3 separate regions of the Danio rerio genome follow, and regions 1 and 2 are each linked to region 3. The links are chromatin contacts, called in public Hi-C and Micro-C maps. All regions are on one chromosome and are shown on one strand. Each heading gives the region's core, a stretch centred on a gene start, on an enhancer-like site or on the middle of the called end of the contact. The rest is flanking DNA. Distances are from core to core; before and after follow the strand shown.

What was found. A called contact is a pair of places that touch in the nucleus more often than the background predicts.
Region 1: a contact with region 3 is called in a Micro-C map of caudal fin, with 4 times the contacts expected there. The contact joins the promoter of map7d1a here to the enhancer-like site in region 3. A contact is called at or near these places in 3 of 18 Hi-C or Micro-C datasets (caudal fin, fibroblasts and hematopoietic stem cells) and 1 of 4 datasets of contacts at active chromatin or transcription factors (caudal fin).
Region 2: a Hi-C map of embryo shows a contact between it and region 3, with 1.6 times the contacts expected there. The contact joins two enhancer-like sites. A contact is called at or near these places in 3 of 18 Hi-C or Micro-C datasets (caudal fin, embryo and an unstated tissue).

Annotation. Positions count from the first base shown.
Region 1 is chr16:38,918,649-38,921,354 of GRCz12tu, reverse strand. map7d1a (MAP7 domain containing 1a) reads right to left here and starts at 1,396. Exons shown (of 19, transcript NM_001326399.1): 1 at 945-1,396. The coding sequence starts at 1,005. LOC141378248 (a long non-coding RNA gene) reads left to right here and starts at 945. Exons shown (of 4, transcript XR_012392281.1): 1 at 945-1,422; 2 at 1,796-1,867.
Region 2 is chr16:39,025,162-39,027,861 of GRCz12tu, reverse strand. The region is part of intron 18 of map7d1a (MAP7 domain containing 1a); the gene reads right to left. Among named protein-coding and RNA genes, the nearest start is that of thrap3a, 100 kb to the left of the region's middle. Within about 2 kb of position 1,346, at least 5 of the 62 cell types and tissues checked have an H3K27ac peak or open chromatin away from gene starts, as enhancers often do.
Region 3 is chr16:38,975,638-38,978,337 of GRCz12tu, reverse strand. map7d1a (MAP7 domain containing 1a) reads right to left here. Exons shown (of 19, transcript NM_001326399.1): 3 at 1,434-1,502. Among named protein-coding and RNA genes, the nearest start is that of map7d1a, 57 kb to the right of the region's middle. Within about 2 kb of position 1,422, at least 24 of the 62 cell types and tissues checked have an H3K27ac peak or open chromatin away from gene starts, as enhancers often do. A contact at or near this core is called in caudal fin, where this site is marked.

The DNA of each region.
Region 1 (2,706 bases), core at 147-2,646, 57 kb after region 3:
GACACATATTTCAAAGAAATCTCAGCAGCTGAATAACAAACATTATTATTATACATTATTATGCCATCAAACATAACATAACAGAAGATGTCTGGCCTTTCATAATACTAAATATCTGCTACATATCATTGACTGCAAAACATTTATTGTGATTTAAGTGAAATTACATTATACATATAATAAGTTGGTTAATTGGAGAAATTAGTAAATGATAGCACTTTAAAATGAGACCAGTTTAAAAAAAGACGTGTTAACACGTAAATTGTGTGTTAACACGTAAATGACGTGTTAACACGTACCAACGTGTTAACGCGTAAATTACGTGTTAACGCGTAAATTACGCGTTAACACGTTTGTTGCAGACGTTTTGGCCCCAACGGCCTTCCATACATTATAGACTGCAAGAGTGTCGACACTGAAAGAAGGAGGGTCAGAATAATCCATGACACCCGTAGATGACAGCAAAACACCATGCTAGTGTACACACCATAGATGGTGAACTAGTAACCTAGCTAATAACTAACAGTTAACGTTAGTAATATAAGAAAAACATTATGTACGCGTCAGATACTCGTTATTTAATCAACCGGTTGTGAAATTTCAGCGTGAATATCTCATGCTTGAGCTTGAATCAGTACAACACGTCACATATGCCCCCATACACACGTCATATTTTAGATTTAAAAAGTACTTGGATGGTTTGACAACATACACATTAAAATATGTTAAAAAATAATGTGTGTTTACTTCATATAAATATATATGAGTGGCATTTTTCTTATACATTACGTCAAGAGGTATCTGCAATTGCTCACTTTGTCCAAGTTTACCTTTATTTCCATTTTGCTAACATTTAAAGAAAGATTTTTCACTTGATCATACACTGACCATCTTGAAGAACGACGGTTTTATTAACGTTAAAGCAAACATAAACACCAACTTACGTGTTTCTGAGGGTGTCATCTGATTTAATCCAGATTGTGTGTCGATATGGTTGAATTCCATGTTTTTATCCCTTTAAATCATGCGGATATTTCTTTCTAAAATGTATTCATTCCTTCCGTGAGACAGGGAGAAACTTTCTTCGATAACACCGGATTTCCACAGGCACGAGAAACCGATCCCAATTTCTCCTGAGCGTATAAAAATCCCCAAAACACTCAGCCGAGCCGAAGGGTCTTGCGGGAAAATATTATGGATACGATGGATGCATGTAGAGCCCTTGTTTAAAGTCCAGTCAGAAAACTGTATATTTGTCCTGGCCTCGTGGAGCGGTGAGACTGTATAAAGTTTCTGACACACACACACACAGCGGATGCGGACTCTGTGTGCTCCCTCTGCCGCTCTGAAGGTGATGGCATGCAGCTCATTGTGAACCGAAGACCGTCCCAACTCGGCCTCCGGTATGGAATATACCACATTGTACATAGGGGTGGATTTAGAATTAAAGTAGTCCATAATTACAGACACTGGTTTATTAATACGATTTAGAAACTTCAGAAGAGTTACAATGAATTTAAAACAATATACTTTTGTTTTTGTGACTTCAAAAGCTTGAATCCTTTAAACACTGTATTATATTTTACCAGTCTAACCTGTTTTTCCACAGAAGGTTTCGCCGGCCTGCGACTTCGAAATGTTTGAGACTCAATGGACTTAAGACTTGTTTTATTATAGAAAGATTATTTAGTTAGGATTTCTTTCTCTGTTGAGAAACTGAAATTGAAACTACAGATTGTATTACATGCCTACAACTTGAGTAAAAGTTGAATTCTCATACTGTTAAGTCTAAAAGGGTGTGTTCACAATTGGCAATTTGAACTCACAGGTACACAGCAAATGGACAGAGATAAACCACTTCGGTGAGGTAAGTCAAAAATATAAATGCATCAAGAATCAAAGACATCTAAATGAACCAACATTAGGATGCCACAAGACGTATCCATAAAAAGGACATGTGCTTAAGCATTTTGTTTTTGACAGCCATGTTGCCCATTACATTTTGTTGCACGTGTTGGAAATGCATTTCTTTGCAATAGCCTAAAATGTTTTTGTCTCAAAGTAGTTATTACACAATTTTTAATTCTTTACACATTTTCTTAGCTGTTTTGAGTCCTCAACAAATACAAATACCATCACATATATTCACATGAGCTACAAAGAACATGTTTAGCTCAGCACACAGCATTGTTTTGGATGTTTGGTAAGTTCCATTGCAAAATATACAGATTTTGCCAGATATCCGCAACAAAAATTTGAGTTTGATGACTCCTGCACTCACTTATTTTAGAAAATTTATCTCTATATCATAAGTTCCTCCCCCTAAAGTTGCCCACACTGACATATAAGTGCCAATAGACAATCAAAATGAATGCATCAAAATGAAAAGCAAATAATAATAATAATAATAAAGAAAAAAGGATTTCCTCTTTATCTATGTGGGTTAGTTTGTGCATGTAAAAGGGACTGTTCACTCAAAAATTTATATCCTGCCATAATTTATGCACACTTTACTAGTTATTATTTAAAAAAATGCTAGCTGGCATTTTTTCCTATAAAAGTCAATGTATGCCAGCATCATTTAAAACATTATTTCATGTTCAACAGAAGAAAGAAACTCATAATGGTTTAAAAACCACATGAGGGGAAATCATTTATGAGTTAATTAACAGTTTTGGTGAATGGTAATTTTGGTAATAACTTTGG
Region 2 (2,700 bases), core at 97-2,596, 50 kb before region 3:
GATTATGTGCATGAGAGAGACCGAAAGACTATTAACATTACTATTATTAATTACTATTACTAATACTACTATGTTTGTTGTTTCAAACAAATAAGCACACATTTGTTATCTGTATAATACACACGTTATTTAAAATATATAGTGTTGTATTGCTCAGAAAGCAATGGTTTCACCATATTGATTCTGAATGATAATTCAGATTACATTCATTCATTTATTTCATAAAGGTTTTGTGTTTGTTGTGTATTGTTGCTAGTTTTCATACTCAAACTGTGAAGGAACATGTTTAACATGTTTAAATACAAACTTTAATGGTGCTAAAGCAATCTTAGTTTTTGCTTTTTTGTTTCTGAATATATTATTCAGCTGGGTTATCACCTTGTGATATTTTTATTTTTGTGCTTCTGGTCTGACTTAATAAATTAGTAACCTTTTTGTTTAAGTTTGTTTTGTGTTTTAGTTGTGAGAATGCAAATTAATTAAAACTGTGAAGTTGATCAACGGTGTATTGTCCATGCAGCACCAAAGTGATGCTATAAGGGCATTAATGGGGGCATTAAAATAAATAAAAAATTACTTTCAACAGTAATGAATTACTTTTCAGTATAAGTCATAGATAAAGTAATTATCAATGAAGTTAATTTTTGAATAAAGCAACTAGCAACTTTAACTAGTCACTTTTTTTTGTAACTAGCACAACACTGGTCATTAGACAACAGTGGTTTGTTTCATAGCCAATCAAAAATATTTATTTTTGACCATAATTTTTTTAAAATAAGTAAATAAATAAGATTTCCCAGAGATGGGTTGGGACTGGAAGGGCATCCACTGCGTAAAGACTTGCTGGATAAGTTGACGGTTCATTCCGCTGTGGCGACCCCGGATTAATAAAGGGACTAAGCCGACAAGAAAATGAATGAATGAATAAATAAATAAATAAGACTTTCTCCAGAAGAAAAAAAAATATTATAGTATTAACAGTAAAAGAAATGTCCTAGCTCTGTTAAAAATCACTTTAACAAAAAAAAAAGAGATAATTTCACTGACAATTTTGACTTCAGCTCCATATTGCATGTATTGTCACACGATACATCCCTGTTAATTCTATACTTAACACGAGATGAGAGTCCCGCTCCAGATATGGCAAAGCAGAGATCCTGGATATCAATTTGGATTGATAGCACACGTCTCAAGTTTCGGGAGCTGGCATGGAATGAGGCGAAGCCCCTTGTGTTTTCTTTGCCAGATGATTAATGGTGGAGGTCTGTCTGCAGGAGGACAGGTGGAGGTACGTGCTGAGCGGAGCGGGACCAGCCAATGCTGAGCAGGCGGGGGGAAAAGAGGGGTGAAGAGTAAAGCCAAGGGGTCCGGTTTCCAGTCTCGGGTGCCAGCAAGGCCGGATCAGGTCTTCCCGACACCATTTGAGGAATCCAGCTCAGTGCCAAAACCTGTCAGACTCTTCACCCCCTTTACCCCCTGCCTGTGTGTCACATACGACCAATATGACACCCGCATCTAAGACAATATTAACCCTCCAGACTCAAAAACAAGTCAGAAACACAAAGACAATGTTTCTTCCTTGACAAAACAGTTACTCAAAAATGATATTTCCTCAAGTGTTTCTATGCTTTAAGCTATTTATTTCTTCTGTTGAACAAAAAACAAGATATTTTGAAGAATGTAGGGGGCAAAAGAGCCACTGGCCTTCATAGTAGGAACAAAAATACCATGAAAGGCTGTTTTTTTCCCCCAAACATTCTTCAGTATATCAGCCTTTGTGAAAGAAAGAAACTTTAGAAACAAGTGGAGGATGAGGAAATTATGAAAGTTTTTATTTTGGGGTGAATTATCCTCTTTAACCGTTAACATGTTATTCTAGAAGGGCTGTGAATAAGTAATGGACCCCTAAATAAATAGGAGTAACTTCAAAAGATATTCTGAAATGCCTAAAAGCAGAATTATTAGTTTTGTTGATGTGTATTTCACTGGGAAGAAACAGACCCCCAACACACATTTTTAAATACCTAATAGGGTTTTGTTTGGTACAGATGTGATAAACAGCTTATTACAGCCACAGTCTAATACTAATTCTGACATGACAAAGTGAATCCAGAATTCATTCACCCCAATGGAAAGCATATTTTCTCTCACTGAATTGTTGAGGGGTAATCAACAGACATAGGCCGGATACATTTTGTGGCCCTGCACTATGATGAAGATTAATGTATTTTTGATTATAATTTGTGCTCAAAGTAGAGCAAAAAATGAGTAAATGCAGTTGATACTCCCACATAACTGATAGACAAAAGCAACGCTACACCACTTTCTTTACCATTTTCAACATGCATTGTGGCATCTAATATTTCTGCTCAACATATCTGCTCAGAGTACGGCTGGGCGATAAACTTGAATGTAGGGTCGTTTGTGGTTATTTCAATACCAGTGCTACATCGATACTTTTAAGATGGTACCTGTGCCAAAATGGTACATGAACCAATACTTTTGAGCCACAAAACTATTGGACAAAAACTATTTTAATCATTATAAATGAACAATATAATTATATCTTTAAAATACGTTTAAAGTATGCATCAATTCATATTTTATATATTTGAATTGCATTAGTATATTTCTTTTGGTCATTTGTTTGTTACCATGAATACATTATTCATGGACTTAAATTAAGAAATTAACAATACA
Region 3 (2,700 bases), core at 173-2,672:
ATTAAAATATCGGGATCTCAACACCCTCACAACATAAATTATAAATGATGGTCATTTGCATATGTTACTTAATACTTCTAATTGCTAAAATTTTAAATCTGAAACCGCAAAAATCAAAAAAGAGATTCAGTCTTCAGTCTTTTGAGTTATTTATGAAGATAAAAACAGGTAAAAACCACAGAAGTACTGAGACAACATTTTATAATTTAGATAAAAACCACTGATGTTTATGGTAAAGATTAAAATCACTATTTAATGCATTTAACGATGCTTACATTATTTAACCAACAGGTGGCGACAACCTGCCATCAAAAATATGCCACTGAATAATTCTTCACAAATGACACATCTAGCAATGAAACATGAAGTTTTATGAGTGAATAACTGAATCATTTATTGTAAATGAGACTAAAATATGAGATAAATATGGATTGTACATATTATGTTGCTAGATTTATACATTTAGCATTATCAGCAACAGTAGTAGTAATAGTGAATTTTTCACAGTACTGAATAATTTAATATTTATTTTTATTCAGCAAATTTTTTTTTTTCATTTTATTTTTAATAAAATTACAGGTTCTGAGTTTGGTTTGTTAAAGTGTCTTGCAGTACTGTTTTTTGTAATAAATGGAAAGCAAATAACATTTTTCTCCTCCCCTTTTAGGCTGTCCAAAAAATGGTCTGATCCGTGATTAAAAACCATTATGTGATCTGAACCGAGAGATTTGTGATCCACTAGACCACTATATGTATATATACAGTTGAAGTCAGAATTATAAGCCCCCCTTTACATTTTTTTTCTACTTTGTTTTATTTCGGCTAGAATAAAGGCAGTTTTTTTTTCTTTTAAGAACCATTTTGTAAGAACCACCTTTAAGCTATATTTTAGTTTGATAGTCTACAGAACAAACTTGCCTAATAACCCTATCCTGCCTGATTAACCTATTTAACCTAGTTAAGCCTGTAAATGTCACTTTAAGCTGTATAAAAGTGTCTTGAAAAATATCTTGTCAATAATTTTTACTGTCATCATGGCAAAGATAAAATAAATCAGAGATTAGAAATGAGTTATTAAAAATATGTCACTTTAAGCTGTATAAAACAATAATTTGTTGTGCAGATTATCGAAAAAAAGTTAGTCTAATAGCCTAAAAGGGCTAATCATTTTGACCTTAAAATGTTTTTTTTTTAAATTAAAAACTGCTTTTATTCTAGCTGAAATAAAACAAATAAGACTTTCTCCAAAAGAAAAAAATATTATCAGACATACTATGAAAATGTCCATGCTCTGTTAAACATCATTTGGGAAATATTTGGAAAAGTGAAAAAAAATTCCAAAGGGGGTTTAACGTGTCTGTGTATGTTTGAACACATCTAGACCCTAAACAGCAGGTGGCACTGTCTCACCGCCTCTTATAGAGTTCTCTTACCGAGATATTTGGCTTTTTCCTCTCTCCTCTCCTTAGCCTGTTTCTGCCGTTCATCATACTTCATTCCATCTGAGAAAAAAAAGAACAATCAAACGTTTAGTTTTGATAAAGTGTTCTGAGTTGCTCTGAGGTTGTCATTAACTCCACTACAGCTCTTCTGAGCAAAGACAGAGACAGATAGAGAGAGAGAGAGAGCCAGTCAGACAGCAGGGTGCCGGGAATGAGAGAGGTTATTGTGAGGTAAAGGCTCACATCTGCAGCTCTATAAAGCACTGGAAGCTGGCAGAGGCACAGACTGGCAGTATTCACACGCTCCGGCTGACAGCGGAAAACCCAGAGGACTCACACACAGACACAACAGCACACAATTACCAATCATTCACCTGGGCTGAAAGACACACTGGCAGTTTTTTTTTTTTTTCATTGGTTATTTGTTGTTTTGTGATATTATTATTGAACGTTACTACAATCTAGCAACTAGTGTTTTCACAATAAGATTTGGTATGATTCCTTAAAAATTCACTAACAAAACAATGGAAAAATAATTATATGACATTTATTTAAATTATTAAAAGTATGTAAATATTTAAGTGTCTTAATTTCTTTATTGATGATATTAAAACCTCAGGCACTGCTCAGTTTTAAGAATTATTACTATTGGTCTCGTCAGATTTACTTGCTCTACCAAAATTTTCACGGGCCCACCATTAAAACAAAATGTAACATTCAAAAAAAATATATGACTTTTTTAATATTAATTTAATTATTAAATAATAAACTAATACCATAACAAATGCCTTATATTGTTATTATTATTATTATTATTATTATTGTAATAATATGCAATGTAGAATAAGCACAAACAAAAAGCCAGTATTTTATTAATATATGCAGGTAATAAACCACTAGTTAATACAGAGTGAAATTCAATACCTTTCCAGACTTTTTTAAGGGTGCTTTCACATCTGTAGTTCGGTTTATTTGGTCTGGACCAAAGGCAACAAATGATACATTGTAGAATTTTCTGCCGTGTTTGGGTCCTTTTCACACGACAATGATTGCTTTAGTTTGAGCCAGTTGAAAAGCACCAAAATACAGTCATGTAATGAAATCCACATCATTCATTGGCCAGATGTTAATGAACGTATTTCCTAAACTGCTTTTCGATTGGTCAGAATTAACATGCTGAAAAATGACAATGGAACTCCTGCAAGTAAACAAACCGACAGACACAAAATGTTGCTTTTTACTATGGAGCTACGACTGT